Linked DNA regions of Mus musculus: regions 1 and 2 are each linked to region 3. A link is a contact called in public Micro-C and promoter capture Hi-C data. All regions are on one chromosome and are shown on one strand. The core of a region is the stretch at or near the end of the contact, and the rest is flanking DNA. Distances in the headings are between cores, read along the strand shown.

What was found. Promoter capture Hi-C pulls out the DNA fragments that hold promoters and counts their contacts. A called contact is a pair of places that touch in the nucleus more often than the background predicts.
Region 1: a Micro-C map of the HL-1 cell line shows a contact between it and region 3, with 2.3 times the contacts expected there. The contact joins the enhancer-like site here to the promoter of Plcxd2 in region 3. A contact is called at or near these places in 1 of 39 promoter capture datasets (liver), 2 of 484 Hi-C or Micro-C datasets (the HL-1 cell line and liver), 1 of 115 datasets of contacts at active chromatin or transcription factors (bone marrow-derived macrophages) and 2 of 9 other capture datasets (adipose tissue and liver).
Region 2: a contact with region 3 is called in a promoter capture Hi-C map of liver, with 2.6 times the contacts expected there. The contact joins the enhancer-like site here to the promoter of Plcxd2 in region 3. A contact is called at or near these places in 3 of 39 promoter capture datasets (the 3T3-L1 cell line and liver), 1 of 15 datasets of contacts at CTCF or cohesin (embryonic stem cells) and 4 of 484 Hi-C or Micro-C datasets (liver and nephron progenitors).

Annotation. Positions count from the first base shown.
Region 1 is chr16:45,885,418-45,889,495 of GRCm38.p6, forward strand. It overlaps a transcript of Phldb2 not described here. Among named protein-coding and RNA genes, the nearest start is that of Phldb2, 43 kb to the left of the region's middle. Within about 2 kb of position 1,439, at least 60 of the 459 cell types and tissues checked have an H3K27ac peak or open chromatin away from gene starts, as enhancers often do. A contact at or near this core is called in the HL-1 cell line, where this site is marked.
Region 2 is chr16:45,925,189-45,929,576 of GRCm38.p6, forward strand. It overlaps a transcript of Phldb2 not described here. Among named protein-coding and RNA genes, the nearest start is that of Gm15638, 18 kb to the right of the region's middle. Within about 2 kb of position 1,818, at least 41 of the 459 cell types and tissues checked have an H3K27ac peak or open chromatin away from gene starts, as enhancers often do. A contact at or near this core is called in liver, where this site is marked.
Region 3 is chr16:46,008,435-46,012,993 of GRCm38.p6, forward strand. It overlaps Plcxd2 (phosphatidylinositol-specific phospholipase C, X domain containing 2), which reads right to left and starts at 1,979. Exons shown (of 4, transcript NM_001134480.1): 1 at 1,260-1,979. The coding sequence starts at 1,422.

The sequences.
Region 1 (4,078 bases), core at 189-2,688, 120 kb before region 3:
AGCCAAAACTCATTAATCACATGTCCTCCATAGGCCCCCTCTTTTATCTGGAGGGCCACAATGCTTGTTAGGGTTTCCTGGAATCAATGTCAGTTCAGAGCCAGTATTCAATCACCACTAGATAACTAGAAAACCACATGCTGATGCTGTGCTTATGCGTTTCGAGTTTGAGAACTAGGCTGATTAAATACTAAGTTTCCATCATTTAGCCTTCACAGAGTCACACCCCAAGTGTAGCATCCTCAGTACCAGGAGAGTGTCTTAAGCAATGTTCACATTAACTGGAAACCGGTGCTCACAGCAGGGTGCCTTTGACACACACACACGATATTCTGATCAATTAGTAATACGATCACAGTGGATACAGTACCTTGTACAGAAAACAAAACAAAAGAAAACAAAAATTGTCTTGCCCAAACACTCAGGACTTTGGAAATGGAGTTGGAGAGAAGCCATATCAGTGAAGCTCTCAGAAGGTCCTAGTTTCTATCTTGGGTTTTGAAACTCAGGTTCTGAGCAGGAAGAGGAGAGCAGAGGGCTTTGAAAGAATAACAGACAATATTCCAAGCAGTCCTCTCTCACCCTAGGGCACCCTTTGAACACATTGATGAAGAAAAGATCAGGTCCTGCAAGATGAAGGCCACCGCTTTCAATATTGATATGGTCCACGGGTGCATAATGTAAGCAAAGGATATCTGGTTTTTGAAAAAGCTGTTTTGGATGCATCAGAAATCTGGGGATAACATCACACTTGGCCTAGATGGGACCTTGAAAACACAAAACTGGTGCTGGGGAGACCTTGCCCAGAAAAGAGGATCATCAGTAACTGGCCATGCTGAGAGCCAGACTTTGGGCTTTCCAGTAAGGAAAACAGAACTGTTTGTTTGTTTGTTTGTTTGTTTGTTTGTTTGTTGTTGTTGTTGTTGTTGTTGTTGGTGGTGGTGGTGGTGGTGGTGGTGGTGGTGATGGCGTGTGTGTGTGTGTGTGTGTGTGTTGGAGGTGGTGTAGGCTACAGGTCAGAAAGCTTACACTGAAAATAAACAGCATAACGAAGTCTTATGTGTAATAGAATTTGAGATGCCCCGTTCCAACCTTGCCTCATTCTCTGATAAGAAAACAGAGTCATGCCTTCAGCAGGCGAATCAGTGGCAAAGCAGGGGTGAGACCAGCAATCTCCTGACTTCAGCCCAATGGGTACTTTTTACCATTTGGTGAAGGAGCTTAGAGTTTCCTGTGCTAAACGACTACTTCCTGTTGTCTGCAAACACCAGGGCTTGAAATATTTCTTAACTGAGGAGCCGTTTCTGGCTTTGTAGGTATTTTGATTTTTATCAGTGAATGCTAAAGGCAGTGCATTCCTCAGGGCGCTTTAACAGGCTAGGCCGGCTGAGTAAACCACCCTGAGAACCGGCCCATGGGTGACTCAGGGAAAATGTCCTCTGGTCCACTCTTGTCTTGCACCAAGGGTCACATTTGAATCCAGCTGCTCTTAAAGGCACTATAGGTTTCCTAGGGTGTGCATGTGAATCATCAGAGAGGAGGGAGCTTCAGCTGAGTAAATGCCTCCTTAAGATCTGTAGGCATTTTCTTAACTAGTGATTGATTGGGCTGGGCCCAGCCCATTGTAGGTAATGCTATTCTGGGGTTGGTAGTCCTGGTTCTAAAAGAAAAAAGCAGGCTGAGCAAGCCAGTAACCAGCATCCCTCCATTCTAGCCTCCAGGTTTGAGTTCCTGTCCTGACTTCCTTCCGTGATAAAAAATTAAGCCAAATAAACCCTTTCCACCCCAACTTGCTTTTGCTCACGGTATTTCATCAGAGCAACAGAAACCCTAAGATATTATTTTTAAAGAATAAAACTAACTGTTGAATTTGGGGATTGTCTTAGTTAGGGTTTTATCCCTTGAAGAGACACCATGACTAAGAAAACATTTAATTGGGGCGGGCTTACAGTTTCAGAGGTTCAGTCCATTATCATCATGGCAGGAAGCCCAGCAGCATACAGGCAGACATGGTGCTAGAGAAGGAGCTGAGAGTTCTACATCGTGATCCAAAGGCAGCCTAGGGAAGAGTGTCGTCCGCAGGCAGCCAGGAGGAGGGTCTAGATCACAATGGCCAGATTTGAACACATATGTGAGACTTCAATGCTCCACCTCCACAGTGACACACTTAGTCAAACAAGGCTACACAACATCCAATAAGGCCCCACCTCCTAACAGCACCACGCCCAATAGGCCAAGCATATTTAAAACCACTGCAAGGACCATATGTGTGGCTTCCTGTCTCACTGCTATGAACTGAGAGAGTATTTCTCCTAATTCACATTTTGAAGTTCTGTTCTCCACAGTGGCCAAGTTTGAAGATACAGTTTTTAAAGAGTACTCAAGGTTAAATGGGTCCAGGTAGGGTCTTTATCGTATAGATTTCATTATTTGTTTTCTTTTCTTTTGAGATAAGGTCTTATATAGACAAGATCAGCCTTCAACACACTGTAACCAGCATGACTTTAAATTCCTGATCCTCCTGTCTCTTCTTCCCAAGTATTCAAATTAGGCACACAGGACATAGAAGACCTATGGACTGGAATTCCTCTAGGAAGTGGGAGAGAGAGCTGTGGTCATGGGCATGTATATGGACTTGCGAAGCTCTGAAGAGAGCATCAGCAGGAACTGGCCATGCTGGTACCCTGACCTTGGACTTTCCAGTTGATGAATCTGTTTGTGAAAGATTTCTGTTACTCAAGCCATTAAGTCTGCAGTATTTCACCATGAGACTGTGTTGACTAAGGGAACCATGAATAACAGATCTGGCTTCCATAGCATAGATAAAAATGTCCATTAGTGTGGCCCCAGTAAGCCTCCTCCTGGGACACAGATTTCCTGTCTCTCACATTCAGTGTTTGGTAAGTGTGACTAGCCTTTGTTTAAAGAATTTTTCACTTTGTTTTTTTTTTTTGGGGGGGGGGGCTCTTGTTTCTTCCGGATAGTACAGTACCAGAGTGATGGTGATGCTCTAGGAAGTTTGCAAAGAATCTAATACACCAAATTCTACCTTATTCTAGTCTTGCTGTCTGTCTGTCTATCTATCTATCTATCTATCTATCTATCTATCTATCTATCTATCTATGTCTGCTGAACCTGGGTCTCACACGAACTAGGCAAGTGCTTTATTACAGAACTACGTTTCCAGACCTGCCTTATTCTTTTATAAAATAGCTTATAACAGAATTTCAAGTGTATCATTAACTGTAGCTAGAGAACTATATAATATACCTTGTTTAACAGGGAGTCTGTGTCATCTCCCAGAGGCTATATTTAACCTCCTGTGTGTGGATACTTTTATTACATCATTAATATTGTCTTCAAGCCTCTGCAGTTGATTAGATCAATAAACTCAATTAATAGTGACTCTTACTTTATATATATATAATTTCACTGATCCAAATTTCTTCCAACTCTAGAAGAGTTGAAGGAATGGCCAATCAATAGCTTGCTGAACTTGAGACCCATCCCATGGGCAAGCACCAATCCCTAACACTATTAATGACACTCTGATATGCTTGCAGACAGGCGCATGTTGTCTTCTAAGAGGCTCCACCTAACAAGTGACTCAGACAGATACAGGTATAGCCAAACAGTTGATAGGGCTTGGGACTCTTACAAAAGAATAGAATGATTGCGGGTCCCAAAGGGGATAGGAGCTCTACAGGAAGACCAACAGAGTTAACTAAGCTGGACATAGGCTCTCAGAGTCTGAACATACATGGACTGGAACCTAGGCCCCTCCACTCATATGTAGCACATGTTCAGGCTAGACTTCATATGAGACTGTGTTGACTAAGGGTGCCATTAATTAAAGATCTGGCTTCCATAGCATAGATAAAAATGCATGTTAGTGTGGCCCCAGTAAGCCTCCTCCTGGGACACAAATTTCCTGTTTCTCACATTCAGTGTTTGGACAATGGGAAGAGGGACTACCACAAAAGGTGTTACCTATATGTGGAATATGTTCTACTAGCTGGGCTTCCTTGTCTGGACTCAGTGAAAGAGGAAGCACCTAGCTTCACTGAGACTTGAAGTG
Region 2 (4,388 bases), core at 568-3,067, 83 kb before region 3:
GTGTGCTACCAGCACTTACCAGTTCTTCCTTCCCCTACGTCACCCAATTCATCCAAAACTGCATACAAACTTCCAAACTAAGCCTAAGCCACTACAGAAACTACTATTTCTGTAGGAACTTAGTAGTCAGACAAAAATGCAATGACTTAGGGAATGTCAGCCACAGTAATTCCCATCAGAAGCAAAGTCCTGACAGTGGCAAAGGCAGAGCCGCTGGGAATAGGATAATCAAGTTATCAAGACCACCGAAAATTCATTGTGCATTTAAACAACTGCATGTGAACTATTCTATTAGATACTACTGATAGACATAGAAGTTACGATTATCATCTGAGTTTGCAGATAACAAAAATATGGTTGTGTCCTCTATTCTCCAATTCCTTGAAACTGAATTCCAGAAAAATATTTGAAAGTTTCTGCTCATTATGAAAATGCCTTTCCAAAATTCTATGTTACATCAGGAAATATTTGACTCACAAATGTAATGTCAACACTCTGCAAAAGGCATACTTTGGGACTATAGAAAAACAACAGATGTTTACAGATGTCTTTGCATTGATGGGAAGGGTTCAGGTCAGGAGACTCCGAGAACTCAGTTGAACACAGCTGCTCTTTGCTTGTTATGCCCAAGTCCTTTTGTGTGTCGAGTCTTGGAGGAAAAACAAGACCAGCAAAACTTTTCCATAGACCTATGACATGTTCGACATGTATGTTTACAAGTGGGAATTTGAGAGAAGGTGCCCTAATTTCTCTGGGTTTTTAAGTTTCTTGAAACAAGTGACTAAATGGCTGTTTTGTGGTTTATAAAATACATTTTGTTGTTTTATTTGATCTAACAACACTGCTATAAGAAAAAAATATTATCAACCTTAGTTTGCAGAAAATGAACAATATGAAGAAGATGGTAAATCTTGTAGATAATAAACAAAAAACTGTTAGTATTCTGATTCAGGGTTACTTGTCTTCCTTTTATAGTATGTGAGGGTGTATGTGAATGCACACATGTATGTACACATGTGAGGGGGTATTTGTTCTTGTATGTGAGGGGGTGTCTGTTGATGTATGTGGAAAGCTGTGGGGGGATATGTCTGTTCGTGTGTTTGAGAGGCTGTCTGCAAGTGGAGAGGAGGAAAGAGAAACGATGAAACACTAAGGTAGATTCTGCTGCACTCATTCTGTTTTTCTTCTTTTGCACTTCAAGTTTCAAAGAGTGGGACTTAGTCCCCCACCCCACCCCACCCCACCCCCGCCCTTTACTTCAGTTTCTAGTGAGCTGGGTCTGGTCTTCACTTCAAGTCTGATGCTGTCTAATAGAGCAGCAGAGTGATTTAGGAAGCAGGGAATGTATTATCTCTTTGCTTTTTAAGCCTTAATTTTGTATCTAAGGACTGGAGTTAAAGTAGTATGGACTGGATATCCAATTGGTTTTCCTCTTTAAGGGAAACTAATACAAAAGAGTTTTCTGGACGTGTTTTCCCTGTCTAACATCTGAGGTTCATTTTGCCAGCTAAAAAATAACTTTTTGCATGGACATTAGCTATAAATCACCTTTTCAATTGTATTGTTCTGGAAGCAACCAGTGGTATAGAGAAAAGGAAGGGTGTTCTACAATGGCCACCTACTTTTCAGAGCCTTCTAGATGGCCGTCTGGGTGCCTCCCTGACCCTCCAACACTGTGAATGCCAACCTTGCTACTTTCTCCTACTTTCCAGCAAGTGTATTGATCAGGAGTAAGAAGCTACAGAACATTGGTGTGGCGGGATGAGGCAAAGGTTACGGGTGCTTCGTGTCTGCCAAGAAAAAGTTGAATCCCAACGTTGCTTGGAAGCTAAGCTTCAGACTTTGATCCCCCTTGGCCCAAAGCAGAGAGAAGCTTCTCTGCTCTGCTCTTCTGGGCCTCTGGAAAGGAGAGACTTAGGGAGCATCTTCACCTCTCAGCAGCTGAGATTGTGCAATTTCTTTTACAAGGACACCACAGGCGGATTAGCATCTCCTCACTCAGCAAGTGGGAATTAAGACTGGGAAGACAGAGTCTGAGTAATGCAAGGATGGAAGGTGAGGGTCCAAGTCTGGGTAATGTCCATGAACCTGCCTTGAGGTCATAGCACCTCTGTTGGACAACTGTGCCTTTATTGATGGGGTCACTGGAGCCCAGTTTTAAGAGCGTTGAAGGTAACTCTTCCCTGGAATTTATGATGTTGCCGCCCTCCTCAACACATAATTTTAAACCTTCTTGAAATGAAATTGTGAGCATTAGTGGACCACTTTGACTCAGCTACTTTATAAGAACAAACAAAACTTCTGTGCTACCAATTAGCTGCATGGGGCAAAAGTGTGATAGCTAGAAGACATCTAGATTCCCGATACCCCTGCCCCTAATTTATAATCAGACATCTATTTGTAAATCATACACCAAGCCAAGTCTTGCACAAGAGACAAAAATACACAATGGACCAGGCGGTTTTCTCCTGTACTCTGTCACTGGAAAAATATTTTGGATAAGACTCCCAGATGTTGTAATTATTCCAGTCAGTTCTATCAAGTGGGGGGGGGTGGGGGCAGTGGGTCTTTCTGTCACAGACTAAAATCCATTTCTGGGCTGCAGACCAGAAGTCAAGGACTTCCCAAACATTGTTTCATTATATCCTCCCTGTAACCCTAGGAGGTAAGTTCTGTTATCTCCACTATACAAACAGAAAGCGGGATTTCAAAGACATTCCAAAACTTGCCGCAGGCCAGGCAACTTAAGAAGCAGCAGCATAGCAGCATCAGGGTCAAGTTGAGGTGTGTTCAACTCCAGTGCTACACTGTTGCCAGAACATCACTCTGCTTCCTCACTAAAGGGCATTCTATTTTCTGAAACAAATATCACCATAACTGTTTGTTTACTCTTTCAGGATTGTCATAAGGATACATCATAGATTGATATCTATCGCAGAAACAACAGAAATTTTATTTCTCATATACCTGGGGGCTGGAAAGTCTGAAGTGAAAGCTCTGGCAAGCTTGGGGACTGGTGAGGAGGGCCTGTTTCCTGAGTTATGGCAGACACTTGCTTATCTATGAGGGTGAAGGAGGAAATCGGTTGATGCTATCACATTGACGGGGCTTGGATTTCAACACAGGAGTCTGGGGAGATGAACTTCAGATCCTAGCATGAGTCTGTTACAGTAGGATAAAGACGAACAGTATAAAGCCTCTGACTTTGTGAAATACTAACATCATGATGTGCTGGCTAGGCAGTACTGTATGATAATGCAAATTTAATTAATACATAATGCCTATTGCTGATCTGTGTCAGGGCCATACTATGCTGTGTCACCACTGTGACAAAGTTTTCTAAACACGATTCCATTTCATATTTATGACAACCTGGTGAGATCAGGAATATCTCATTTCTGATTTTATAATGGTGAAGCTGCCATATCAAAAGTTAAATGACTGGCTTGAAAAATATTGTCATCTTAGGTATGAGGTTGGGTTCTAAAGTCCAGATTAATAAGAGCAATAATAAATTGCAATGTATGTGGAGTCCACTCAGGGATACTCCTCTATACTGTTCAGACAGACCCAGGACCATATCAGACATAATGTGTGAAGGGTTAACCATCTAGAAAGGGAAGGGTGTTGGGAGAGGTCCTTGGCTCCCATTGTCCAATTCCAAGATGCTCATTTCAGAAATGGTCATAAAGCTAAAGGCAGCTATGGCTTTTTGCCTTTCTGTGGGCTACTGTGGGGATGTTGGGGATCAAGTGTCTCCCCTGGGCTGGGGCTGGGGATGAAGAGGAGGTTCCCAGCGCTATGGCTCTGACACCAGGACTCTCCTCACTCTTTGCTCTTGGCTTTTTGGGGTTTTTTGTTGTTGTTGTTGTTTTGTTTTTTGTTTGTTTTTAGAAAAGCAAAATTCTTTATAATATAGCAAACTAGACAGGTCTGAATTCTGTAGTGCCTTTGAATCTGCTGAGAGCTCTAGAATTGTGAAGTCATATTTTAACCCAAACCAAAAAAGGGAAAAAGGGAAATAAAAAACCAGGATTATTTGAGAATCTGTGGGGACCAAAGCTGGGTATTGGGTATTGTGTTACAAAAATTTTCCATTTCAGACACAAACAGCACATAGCAGTATGTGGCCAAAAAGGGGGGCTGAGAGAGACTCCAGGAGGGCCTGGAGAAATAATATCTCCTTCTATCCTGAGGCGTGCGGCCAGGTTCTGGGGAGGCATGTCTAGATCTGGTTCAGATCACACTCGGACACCGGGGATGAGAATGACAGCTACAGAGTCCCCACAGAATGCATCTTATTCTCAGAGAGTTCCCTAAGATTTCCTCAATTGAGGCACTGAACCTCTCAGTGCCTCAGTTTCCAAAATCTGAGAACAGGATAAAGA
Region 3 (4,559 bases), core at 729-3,228:
GCATGGCCATCTGGCATTTCCCCAGGAACTGTAGTTAAGGGCCAGTAAGACAGAAGGGACTTGTAGCTGTAACAAAATCTTTCAATCTTTCTCTTGTTTAACAGCAGTTAGGGCCCATGAGGACAGTGAACCTGGAAGAGCTCCAAGAGAGGTGAGCAAGGCAAACAAAAACAAACCAAAACAAAAACCTCCCAAAACCCAAAACAACAACAACAACAAAAAACCCCAAACCTCTCTGTCCCATGCATAGAAAGCAGATGGAGGTGTCTTGAGGTCATCTTTTAAGGCAGAAGAGAAAAGCAAGTAGGTCCAGGGAATGCATGTGGGCTTGTCTGAGAGTCTAAACTTTAATTGCTATGTCCCCAAGCAAGAGAAAGAACTGGTCCACCGCTTGCTCCCTGAGTGCTTCTTAAGTACCAGCATTGTAGGATTTCACCCACCTCACCAACCTGAGCTCAGTGTGGTCTAAACATCCTGCCCAAGATAACTATGTTTTAGCAAGCCTTTCAGTGGAAAGATCAACCAATTGCCCGAGAGCACTGTCAAGCTTTGAAGCCTCTGGCAGAGGAATGCAGCAAGAACAGAGGTGCTTCTCAAGGCTCCAGTTCTACATCAGCTAGGCAGACACCTGTGTATATATAGACAAAGCTTCAAACACCGTCACTTCATCACACCTAATGACTGCCTGTGAGGACAGACTGCATCCTCTATTTCTGGCATTTCCAACAACAAAACTATGTGCCTTGATGCCCAGCCTAGAATCTGAACCTATTTTCTAACACTTATCTGATTTTTGTTTTCAAGAAAGGTCAGATAAATGAGAAAAATATTCTTTTCAGCTTCAATGTTGACCCAGAGCTAAGATTGTTAAGGACTTTCTACCCATTATTCTTGATCTCTCCCCCTTTCCCTTAAATGATTCAAGTCAGCGAGCCTTTCACATACCCAGGCCTCTGCATCAAGATGGTTAACATTCTTAGACTGAGGCCGTATGGTGTAAACAAAATAAAAACAACAAAACAACAGCGCAGTGATTCCATTCTCTCAACTGTCCCTTTTGCCAGTGATGCAGTCGGCTTGACTGACTCTCTTTACAGCAGCTACCTTCCTGTTAAGTTTTTTTTTTTTTTTTTTAATTTGGAAATAAAAAGAGATCACTGACAATTGTTTTTCAACACAACAGAAAACAACCAACCCACTAGCAAACACTAAAATGGCAGCATTAAACACAGTGCGAACAAGTAGTTATAGACGAATACCTGGGATTGCCAGATTGGAAAGGGGGACGTTGTGGAGGTGAGCGGGGAGCGAGGCCATCCAGTCGGCATTGCAGACCTCCGAGGCTGTCTTTGTCCCGCTGGGATTGGGAGAGCAGATGGTACCCATCCTGAGTTTCCTTCTGGCCTTTCTAAATGCAAGCATCCCTGTCGTCCACGATTTAGACAGGCTCAGTCTAGTGCCACTCACTCTGTGGTCATCACCGCTCGGGGCTCTCTAAACATTTCAGAGCACATGGGTCACGCCAGTCTTTTCAAGATCCTTTTCTAGCTGGGAGATGGGTCAAATAGGTGCTCCCCTGCCTGCTGCTCCCGCAGTCCCCACCCTCTTCGCCTTGCCACTGAGATCCACTCCTTTAATCTCCTCAGTCCCTGGTCAGTTAAACTTCTTAGTTCCCCTCTGGAGACGGGGGAGGCAGGCCCGAAGATACAAACCTTCCTGAAACCCACAACATCCAGGAACAGCCACACCCGGAGCTACTCACACGACAGGTGCCCACAGGGCATAGAGACGTGCCAGCGGGCTGCACACACGTGCGCACCCGGGTTGCACCATCTCTTGTTCATGGGTGCTTCCGTGGGTTTCCCCGGGCTGGTACACAGGCTGGGCCTGCCTGCACCCCCGCCCCCTGGCTTCTCTGCCCACTGCCCTGTGCTTTTCTGAAGGGCTCTCAGAAGAGTAACCGGCAGCCCCGGGACTCTGGCGGCCCCGCCCCGCACTGCCGGGCAGATTTGCCAGACTAGGCGAGCTGTGATTGGTCGTTGGCGGGATTCTCTCTGATTGGACAACGCTCTGAGGGCCCGCCCCTACATCGCGCTCCCACGCCTCCCCTGCTTCTTAGCTCCTCCCCTCTCCACTCCAGCGGGGTAGCGAGTGGACAGGTCGGGCTGCGGCCTGCTGCTCCGGAAGGGGAGATGTGCACCGTGGCCGGCTGTCCTCAGATTGATCTTTTTCTTGTAGATCTCTGACGCGACCTCAAAGGTTTCTCCTCTCTCCCTCGGCCTTACTCTCACTGCGGTGAAAATTACCCAGAAACGCGCTACTTTTTTTTTTTTTTTTTTTCAAACCACCGTAGCAGCAGAAACAGGAGAGCTAGAGAGGCCAGAGAAAGGTGCTGCTGCGGCTCCTATTTAGATGGCAGCATCAAAGCAGGTTTGTGTTTGAAACAATGCAAACTGACAGTTCTCCTGCACAGTCCGCTGAAACTGGCCAGTGCCATTATTTCCGTTTCACAGAGGAGGAGATAATGGTGCTTTGGGTTCCTGTTGCTGTTGTTTGAAACCTTTTGAATTATTTGTCTCACCTGCTCCTCACAGCATTACCACAAGACTCAGAGTTGCTGATACACTTCCTCGAATGGATGAAACAGCCTGAGGCAGGTCACGTGGTGGCAGTCTGTGCAAAGTTCATTTTGAAATGAGGTTCCCTAACTCGGTCTGTAGAACACAGACCCACTTCTCTGCTTCCTGAACTGTTCCCACTTCAAATAGTATTCAAATGTAGTACAGAGTTTTATAATCCGATATTGTTAGTTAAAATTTGTAGTTAGATTTATATATTTCTTGTATGCGTTTTTCTGTGAGAACATGCATGTGTGCAGTTCAGAGGACAGATTACTCCAGTTCTCTCCTTCCTTGAGACCGTCCCCGGGGCTCAGATCGTCAAGTTTGGCAGTAAGCACCTTTACTCACTGAGCCACCTCCAAGATCTGACCTGCATACTTTGCAAAAAATAAAAATAAAATAAAATAAATAATAAAAAAATACTATTTTGGCAAACAGATAATTTTATTTAAAAAATTTTAAATTAAGGTAGCCTTTTATAGCAAGAAGGACCCTAGAGACTCAGGAGGGCCTTAGGGGAAAAGAGAACAGTGGCCAGAACTCTTAAAACTCCTGGAGTTTATGTATAAAACCCTAGGGCAGCTGTCGTTTAATCACCAGATGACCTCCATTTTACCCCTGTATCCCAGGCTACCTGTCTTAGTTAGGGTTTCCGTTGCTGTAAAAAGACACCAAGTCCAAGGCAACTCTCATAAAAGACATTTAACTGGGGTTGGATTACTGGTTCTGAGGTTCAGTCCATTATCCTCATAGCAGGAAGCATGGCAGGCCCTGGAAGAGCTGAGGGTTCTACATGTTGTTCCAAAGGCAAAACACAGGTGAAGACTGGCAAACCCCACCCCCATAGTGACACACTTCCTCTATCAAGGTCACTCCTACTCCAACAAGGCCACACCTCCTAATAGTGTCATTCCCTGGGCCAACCATATTCAAAAGACCACATTCTACTTTCTGGCTCCCATAGGCTTGTTAAAACACATGAGTCTATGGGGGCTACAGCTGGCCAGAGTATAATGAAAAATACATTGAGTTCAACTTCAAAAGTCCCCATAATCTACAGCAGTCTCAACAATGTTAAAAGTCCCAAGCTCAAAGACTCTTCTGTGATTCATCCAATCATTTAACTGTAATTTCCTACAAAATCAAAGTCAAAAGGCAGATCACATGCTTTCAACATCACGGGATGTATATTACCATCCCAAAACATTACAATGAGTGAATACTGGACCAAAGCAAGACCAAAAACCAGAGCTGTGTGTTTTCAGAAAACACTTCCTAGAAGATTTCACCTCAGTGATGCTGGTCAAGTTCTCCGTAAAAAGCCTTTGTTTCCCCTTTCTAGACTGTGGTTTCATTCCAGATTAAAAGTCCAAAGGAAAAAAATAACAAAGTAATAAAAAGCCTAACATGCTATAGCTATTCCTTCCTCAACACTAAATGGATAAACAACAAACTTAGCTGGATGGGGTCTTGCCCCAAAGTCACCACCCACTTAATATGTTTATCTTCCTGAACACAGGGCTCAGCTTCATTTTACTTCCTGGTGCCCCGTTAATGCTAGAACCATACATTATGTCTTTTTTTTTCCTTTGTCAGCTTGCTCCTTTTCATCAAAATGTTCCTCATAACAGTGAATTTTAATAACCACACAACAGAGTTTATACCAGGCTGTTTTGAGATTTCTCTTGTTGATGCAAATAATTTAAATCTCTTCACTTTGCTTCATGCAGACTCTTCAGACAAGAGCAAAGCACCCAGATTATTCACCAAAATATCATGCACACACACACAGACACACACACACACACACACACACACACACACACACAAATAGTCTCTAGAACACACACTAACATTCTTTTCTTTGAACTTTTTGAGCCTGGTGGCCACAGTTCAAACCATCCTCAGCAACAATGTCTTCTATTTCCCTACGAGGGT